2 separate regions of the Danio rerio genome follow, and region 2 is linked to region 1. The links are chromatin contacts, called in public Hi-C maps. All regions are on one chromosome and are shown on one strand. Each heading gives the region's core, a stretch centred on a gene start, on an enhancer-like site or on the middle of the called end of the contact. The rest is flanking DNA. Distances are from core to core; before and after follow the strand shown.

Evidence for each region. Hi-C and Micro-C count contacts between places; a contact is called where the count stands out from the background.
Region 2: a Hi-C map of hematopoietic stem cells shows a contact between it and region 1, with 4 times the contacts expected there. The contact joins the promoter of hsf1 here to the promoter of hgh1 in region 1. A contact is called at or near these places in 2 of 18 Hi-C or Micro-C datasets (caudal fin and hematopoietic stem cells).

What each region holds. Positions count from the first base shown.
Region 1 is chr19:3,288,776-3,293,236 of GRCz12tu, forward strand. It overlaps hgh1 (HGH1 homolog (S. cerevisiae)), which reads left to right and starts at 1,867. Exons shown (of 7, transcript NM_001002522.2): 1 at 1,867-1,916; 2 at 2,840-3,449. The coding sequence starts at 2,908. It overlaps exosc7 (exosome component 7), which reads right to left and starts at 1,725. Exons shown (of 8, transcript NM_001017585.1): 1 at 1,642-1,725; 2 at 556-657; 3 at 374-468. The coding sequence starts at 1,698.
Region 2 is chr19:3,470,130-3,474,590 of GRCz12tu, forward strand. It overlaps hsf1 (heat shock transcription factor 1), which reads left to right and starts at 2,006. Exons shown (of 13, transcript NM_001313736.1): 1 at 2,006-2,408. The coding sequence starts at 2,283. bop1 (BOP1 ribosomal biogenesis factor) reads right to left here and starts at 1,636. Exons shown (of 16, transcript NM_001077735.2): 1 at 1,529-1,636. The coding sequence starts at 1,582.

The sequences.
Region 1 (4,461 bases), core at 617-3,116:
TTATTATTAACATTTTATTTAATAAATTCATTGTTTAATTTAATGTTTTCATGTATTACTTTAGTTTTCAGCTAAACTAAATAAAAATGAAAAATGTTTTTTGGGAAACCAAATAAAACAATATATAAATGTTTCTTATTTTTCCAATTAATAATTATTGAATTTCAAATAGCAAACAATGATTTTAAGTTTATGGGTTTAAGTTGAGGAAACTATAATAACAAGATAAATAAATTATAATAAATTATTGACCCTGCACTTTTTGTGCATGTACTGCACTTTAAGTTCTAATATACTTATTTGTTTTGATGGATGTTTCTTATATATTTTTTTGAGGCAGGATGAACTAATAAACATAATCCTAAAAACTCACCAGTCTACAAAAAACTCCAAATAACCTTCGTCTGGTACCATTGGTCTGGGTTTACCAATCTCTGCTTTGATTCCTACGAGAACATCTGTGTGACCCTGTTAAACACATCACACAACAGACTGCATCGATAAAACATAGATGGTAAGTTATAACAACACTTAAAACTCGAAAATACATCTTACAAGACTGATTTTAGCAGATCCATCAGTATTTGACACCACATCTGTCTCGATCTCCATGTGTCTGTAGTCTTCACATCCTCGCCCGTCCAATCTCAGGTCATCCTGAAAGAAATGCATCACTTTTAAAGTTTTTAAAGCTTAAAGGGGACCTATTATGCAAGAATCACTTTTATATGGGGGTTAAGCACAGTTGTGTGGCAGCCGTGTGTGAATATAACCAGCTTCTAATGGTAAAAATGTATTAATGTAATTGTTTATAATCACGCTTGATAAAAACAGTCTGCAGGAACAATTTGATTGACATTCTCCATTTGTACGCGTCATCAGAGGGTGAAAGCCCCGCCCACTAGTGACCATCTCTCCCTCATTAGCATAAACAGCCCTGAGTGAGAAGCAGCAGCTTTGAATCTTCCACTATGCTGACACATTTGTGGCATTTGAAGCATCGCCCTGTTTTGAAAAGAGCACAATCTTTTTTTCAAACAATCCATTTGAATTTAAAGCGACAGTCACCAAAACGTCACAATTAGAATCAAAGCCTAAAAGGGGCAGTTTTAAAGAGTAATAAACCATTATTTGTGTGGTATTTTGAGCTCAAATTCACATATACATTCTGGGGACATCAGAGACTAATTTGTAAACAGAGACATAATAGACCCATATTATAATTCAAGCTATCAAATATCAGTCTGATGAATCATGTTGCATATTCCAATAAAAAAACGTATTATAAACTAAATGTCACAGTACAGGATGTGTGTTTCATATAATATAATATAATATCATAAATTATATTCTATAGTTAACCAAATATTGTGTTTTGGGGTTTTGTCCGGTATAGTTGTCTAGTTTTATTGTAGCTTACAAAACATTAACTTTACGTGTAAGAACTATGTAATTAAGTCAGCTAAATGCAGTCAACAACAGAAAGAAATGTTTCAGACTAATATTTACTAAAATTATTGCATATCTCGGATGTAGAACCCAAAACAGATCACTCAGGGCATCGGACACAATCTTATTAATATTAATACTGTCATATGAACTCAATAAAACTCATATATATTCATATTTGATTTCACTTACTCGAACTCCGTGCATTATATAAACCTTCTCCGCTTCGCACACTTTAACAGCTGCCATTTTTTCAAACACACGGCGAAATTGTGCGTCATCAGAAAGCGCGAGGAAAAGAAAAAAAATGCGGAGCCTGGGGGTTAAACGAGCCAATCATGTTCCCGGGAGTAAGAAAAAAGGCGGGACTATTTGTCTAACGTGCAATCTGATTGGATCAAGAATGTGTCAGTTTCTAGACTAGGAACTACGTTCAGCGCACATGTGTTCTGTATATCGCGAATGTGGTAAGTCTATTCTATTTAAACAAATGATTTTGAATTATATCACATATTTTCTGCACTCTTTACAACTGTTTATCAATGTTAGGCCTGATTATTAGGTTTCCACATCCAGTTGTATACTTCGATCAGTTATGATTATAATTTCGCACTGTTATGATAAACACACTGCCATCATTATTATGACTTAAACAGTGAGAGTTTGCTGTGGTAAGTTACCATCGTATGGTGATGGTAATACCATATCAATTTAGATTTATACTTTTCAAAAGACACAGTCAAACACCCTAACCTTTTAAATAAGACATCGAATATTGTTTCTGTATAAAGAAAGATTCTGGTTATGATGTAAAAACATAGTATTATAAATGTATAAGTAGTATTTAGAAAACAATTAGCTTAAGTTAAGTTAATTGTTTTAAGTGCACTTATTTTTATTCATTTATTATTTATTTCTTAATTTTAATCTGCGATTATAGCTGCCTGTCTTGGTTTAATAATATAATAATAATAATTAATTACTGCTATGCTATTTATTATAATTATATTATTATTAAACTATTCGTTTTTTCATTTGCAGCTTGAATAAAACTATGTTATTGAATATGACAGTGTTATTATTGAGCTAATACTAAATGGAGTATAACATATTTCATTTAAATAAAGCTAAAACAAAAAAATATATATACATATATATATAAATGAAATGTAAAATTGCATTAGTAATATGTATACATGTTACATTTGAAGCTATTTGGAATACAATAAGGGTACAATTTAACATTTTGATTTCATTTTTAAATTTATTTATTTTTTTTTAATTCTCATTTGTCATTTTTGTACATTTATTTCTATGATTACAGCTGTTATTATATTATATTATATTATATTATATTATAATATTTGCTAAACTGTATTTCCTTTTGCAGTTTGTATTGAAACAAAAATCAAGAACAAACCTTAAAGTTACTACCACCAGACTGACCCAAGAGCCGAGATGCTCAGTGAGGATGAAGCTAAAGATCTGCTGTCGTTTCTCACTCTTGAGATGAGAGCGGATGTTAAAGGTCAGGCCACCGGCTACATCTTGGGCCTCACAGGGAACAGGGACGGGTGCCGATACCTGCAGTCCAAACCAGACTTTCTGAAAGCCCTGGTGACTCTAACCAGCGACCCTTCCATTGCCATCGTGAAGGACTGTTTTCATGCCCTGATCAACCTCTCAGCAGACGAAACGCTCCATCAGCCTTTAGTTAAAGAGACTGAGATTCTGTCCAAACTGATCCCGAAGCTCCAGGACCCGGAGTTTGTGTTTTCGGATCGGATCTGTACAATCTTAAGTAACCTGAGCCGACATGAACAAACATGCAGAGATGTGTTCAAAGCCCTGCAGGAGCTGAATGTGGGACTGGACAGACTGGTGGAAATCTTCTGCACGGAGGGCTTTAATAAGAAGGCTTCGCTGCATTATCTGGCGCCCCTGCTGTCCAACCTTACACAGCTGCCCGAGGCCAGACACTTCATCCTGGACAAGGACAGGTGAGCCACACTGCTGTATACTGAGGAGGATAATACTGAATAAAATAAAACAGAAAAACTGTATTACTTTCAAAGCATGTTATTATCATGGTATGACCCAATAATACTGTAAGAATACTGTATGGTTACACAGAAAACTGTATTACTTTCAAAGCATGCTATTATCATGGTATGGTCCGTTAATAGTGTAATAATACTGAATGGTTACACAGAAAAACTGTATTACTTTTAAAGCATGTTATTATCATGGTATGACCCAATAATACTGTAAGAATACTGTATGGTTACACAGAAAACTGTATTGCTTTCAAAGCATGCTATTATAATGGTATAGTCTAAAAATCTTGTAGTGCATGCAAAAAAAACAACAACAGTATTATCATGGCACAGAACCAAAAAAAATAATATTAGAATACAGGTCAAAAATAAAAGCAGGAATCAAAGATGACATTGCTATGTAGTAATTGTAAAAAATAGAAATACATGGAAATATCTTTTTTTTTGTTCCCTATTATGAATATATCATGCTTTTTTTGGCATCTACTACATAGTAATGGCATAGTAAATATCCAAAAAAGCATCAAAAAGAGGCGATTACCATGTAGTAAATGCCAAAAAGTATGTTTTGTTTTTGTTCCTTAATGTATTTATACCATATTTCTTGGCATTTACTGTCATTACATAGTAATTTCATGGTAAATGTCCAAAAGAAGCATATTATAATTATAATAAGGAACCAAAAACATGATATTACCATGTAATAAATGGAAAAAAGCATGATAAAATCATGTTTTTTGTTTCTTTATATGATTATACCATGCTTTTTTGGCATTTACTGCATGGCAATGGAATGTTAAATGTCCAAAAAAACATGGTTTAATCATATTAGGGAATAGAAACATGACATAACCATGTATTAAATGCCAAAAAAAACATGGTAATATCATGTTTTTGTTGCTTTATATGATTATACCGTGCATTTTTTGACATTACCATTACATGGTAATCTCAT
Region 2 (4,461 bases), core at 756-3,255, 180 kb after region 1:
TATATATTAACAATGCTGTATGTCTCCATTTAGTTTGGGCTATATGCACAGCTAGTGTTTTTCAGCCAATGATGAACTTCAGGTGAAAGCTTTATGTGACTGTTTTCAATTTCATACGGCTCCTTTTAAAGCATCGATGTTGTAATGTAATTCAAATATAATCGGTTAAATAGACTTAAGCATCCATTTGGTTGTTATAAAAAGTGTAAAGAGAGACAGCAGGCACTGTCAATAGCAGCAGGCGAGCGCAGTCATTCCATTAAAAATGTAATGGGGTACTATGGTAAAATTAGTTTCTATATTTTACAGACAAAAATTATTTAATGCAGTGCTTCTTGTTTAGTCTGAGACCCACTTTATATTGTATCTCCACCAGGCAGTGAAGATTATTGATTTTTTTATTTATTTTTTAAAGAAATCAGATCTTAGATGTGGTGATTCTGTATGGGGTGACAATTAACAACTAAAGTCCTGGGGCTGGCTGGCTGACTGAAATTAAAAGTCTGTGTGCATATACTCTGTTGGCAAAGAATACTTTTCTGAAATAATATTATTAAACAGAAAGCCCCAATGTGCAAATATAAAAACCTACTTTACCTCAATGAAAACAAATTCACTGTTAAAACACCAATTACTGTATAATGACATGCATATTTAAACAGAAATGTATTAAAAACTACAACGTGATCAAATTTATATAGAAGGACAATCACTAAGGCTTTAACCCTTTAATGTGCCACCAAGAAAAGCATCTTTGGATAGCATTTCTTAACTCCTAATGTCGCTAGTTAACACACTCAATACATTTTTTATCAACAGATCCCATAATTTCTAAAATATTATCCTCTACCAAATGGTAGACAAGTCAGTTTATGGTAAAAGCACCAGAATTAATACACTTACTATGAAAAACCTGATCAATTTATTTAAAAACATGACCAAAACAAAACATTTATGAATTCTAGATGATCTTTATGTTTTGAAATATGCCATAAATATTTCAGATTCTCATTTAACATGCTTTATTGCTGTTTTTAACAATAAAACCAAAACCAAGTGTAGTAGTGCAACAGAATTATGTTTGGTTTTTCAGCAAACCTTCAATGCTGTGTGTGTAAACCATTATTTAAAACAGTCATAATTTTAAAACAGTCATAATTTTAAACGGTCAAAACATGGTCAACCATTTGGTAGAGCAGGCAGTTACAGGACTTTAAATGACTAGTTTGATATATATTACATCAAATGCTTTCAAACTTCAGACTGGTAGTCATATTTTTAACAGCACAACACAACACTACGTTTATAAACACGGCCGACATCTTAGCCGTGAGAAGATACATAATTGACACTCATAAATTGTATAATATAAGTTTAAATCCATGAATAATCTCAAATTCATAAAGTGAGAGCACCTCAAGTCAACCGCGCGCTATATAAACACGCGTGTTTTTATATAACGAGTAGAATCAAACTACTGTGTGAGTACTTCAGAACAACACTACATAAACACAGCATCGAATCATACCTGTTCCTCTTCATTCTCCTCTAAATGTCGTTTCTTATTCTTTAATTTGCTCATGGTGCCGCTGTGAGTTGGACGCATGCTGAAAATGCGACCATGTGGGTTTGAATCGAAGAGGTGAAAGGTCAAACAGTGACGCGTTCGATTTATTTATTTATTCCACTTGTTGTTTGGCGTACTTTTTTATAAATTGTACCCAGCCCGTATTTGATTCAAATGAGTTATCTTTTAAAAATAACATATGATGGAATCCATTGCGTTTTAACACAACTGCGTCTGATGCAAAAGGTTAAAGTTTAACGTAAAATACGTGCCGTTTTAAAATCTCAAATTTGCACAGATTAACAATTTTAAGTGGTTAAAAATAATCCAAATAGCATTATCTTCGTTTTTATTTTTCGTATTTAGTTATATTAATCTAAAAAAAAATATATATTTTTAAACATCCGTCGCGCCTACGTCATCACAACGCGACGCCTCCCAACGCTTCTTGTTTTCTACGCAGTTACTACGCGATGTGGATTTAATGGAATTTTCCACTTATTCTGGATCATCTAAAACACCAAATCGATTCGATTGAATCGTAACGATCACTTTTTAAGCAGGATCCGGACTCTTCAAGGGGTGATGAGAGTTATATCGGCTCGTTTGAACGGTTTAATCTGTAAAGCCTCACCTCGAGGGTGACTCCGCGCTTCGTCAGTGACTCGTTACAGCGTTCTAATTACCGTCAGAAATCATCACTAAACTCTCCGTGATGGAGTATCACAGTGTGGGGCCCGGAGGAGTGGTGGTCACCGGGAACAATGTGCCTGCGTTTCTGACCAAACTCTGGACGCTGGTGGAGGATCCGGACACGGACCCGCTGATCTGCTGGAGCCCAGTGAGTCTATTCTGGGTCTCGCTTTGAGGACGGTTTACTGACCTGGATTACAGTTACATTCAAGTCAAGTCGAGATTTATTGTCATTCGTCTTAATGGGAGGATTATACTAGGACGCAATGTTGTGTGTTTCAGACAGACCACGCTGCTAGTCACGCATTAAAAATAAACAAACAACAATAAGCTATATTAACCTAACGTTATACACAGCTAAGAACTTATTATACTCTACATAAGTTTAATATGAGAGAAAATGTGTGAGAAATAGACATAAATGGCGTATGATACTGTTTAAAAGAGATATTTCAAAGATATTTAATGCGTTATTTTGGGCCTGAACAGATTGATGTACATTTTGTTTTATATTGACACATTCAAACTTTCTCCTCAGCAATGCAATTGCAGAAAACTATTATTTGCATATTATAAATATAGAAATCATTTAGCAGCCAATGACTATCAAAGTACAACGTTGTTCACAGGCAATTAAATAGCAGTAATGTTGTTTTATAGTCATACTTAAATGCATTTTCAGACCGAATATTCAAATTAGTGTGGTAAACAATACTGGGACTACTCAAATGAATGACTGTGCAAATATAAAACCAACTTTACTTCAATCCTAAACAGTACATCCATTCATATGAAGGCACAAGATTGTGATTTCACTGTTAAAAAAAAATTAATCTTGTATCATAACTATGTCTGGTGATACCCGAATATGTAAAAGTAGCGTGGTAAACAATGTAACTTAGTTCATAAATAACCAAATGTGCAAATATTAAACCAACGTTACCTCATAAACACTACCTTCATTAGTATGAAGGCCAAGGATTGTGATTTTACAGAAATATTTATCTTTTATTATGAATAGATATGGTAAAACCTGTGTAAAATGGGCCTAAATATATTTGTAACAGTCACAATCCCACTGACAGAGTTTTATTGGGGAAAAGTTGGTTTTAAATTCACACAGTCAGACGTTCTCTTTAATAATATCATTTCAGAAAAGTATTCTTTGCCAGTTCTAAATATGGAAATCTTTTAGCGGCCAATGACTATCTAAGTACAACAACATTGTTCACAGTCACTTAAATAGGGCTAATGTTGATTTGAAGTCATACTATTTCAGACCGCATGTATAAAAGTAGCATGGTAAATGGTATAGAAACCATGTCACAAGTTGACACTTAGTTCATAAATGAACAACTGTGCGAATATAAAACCAACTTTACCTCATAAACACCACGCTCATTGATATCAAGGCACAGGATTGGGATTTTATCAAAATACAGATATGGTAAAACCAGTGTAAAATGGGCCTAAATGTATTTAGAGAGCTGTCTTTTAGGTTATATTTGAACTCTTCACAGTCATAATCCCACTGACAGGGTTTTATTGAGGTATAGTTGGTTTTGTATTCACACATTCAGACTTTCTTCCTAAAATTATAGTTTCAGATAAGTATTCTTTGCAAATTCCTAATATCATATTGGCAGCCAATGACTGTCTTAGTACAACATTGTTAACAGTCAATTAAATGGTGCTAATGTTGTTTTGAAGTCATGATTAAATGCGATTTCAGACCAAATATATAAAAGTAGTATGGTAAACAATTTAGGGGCCGTGTCAGAAGTTGTCACTTTGTTAAAAAAATGAACGAATGTGTGATTATAAAACCAACTTTACCTCAAACACTACGTTTGTTGATATGAAGGCACAGAATTTGGATTTTACCTAAATTTTTATCTTTTATTATAAATAGATATGGTTCAACCTGTGTAAAATGGGCTTGTATTTAGAGAGCTGTCTTAGTTTATATTTCACAATATTTGTTACAATCCCACTGACAGGGTTTTATTGGGGTAAAGTTGGTTTTATATTCACACAGTCAGACGTTCTCTTTCATAATATCATTTCTGAAAAGTATTCTTGGCCAGTTCTAAATATGGAAATCTTTTTAGCGGCCAATGACTATCTAAATACAACAACTTTGTTCACAGTCACTTAAATGCTAATGTTGTTTTGAAGTCATACTTGCCTACTATTTCAGA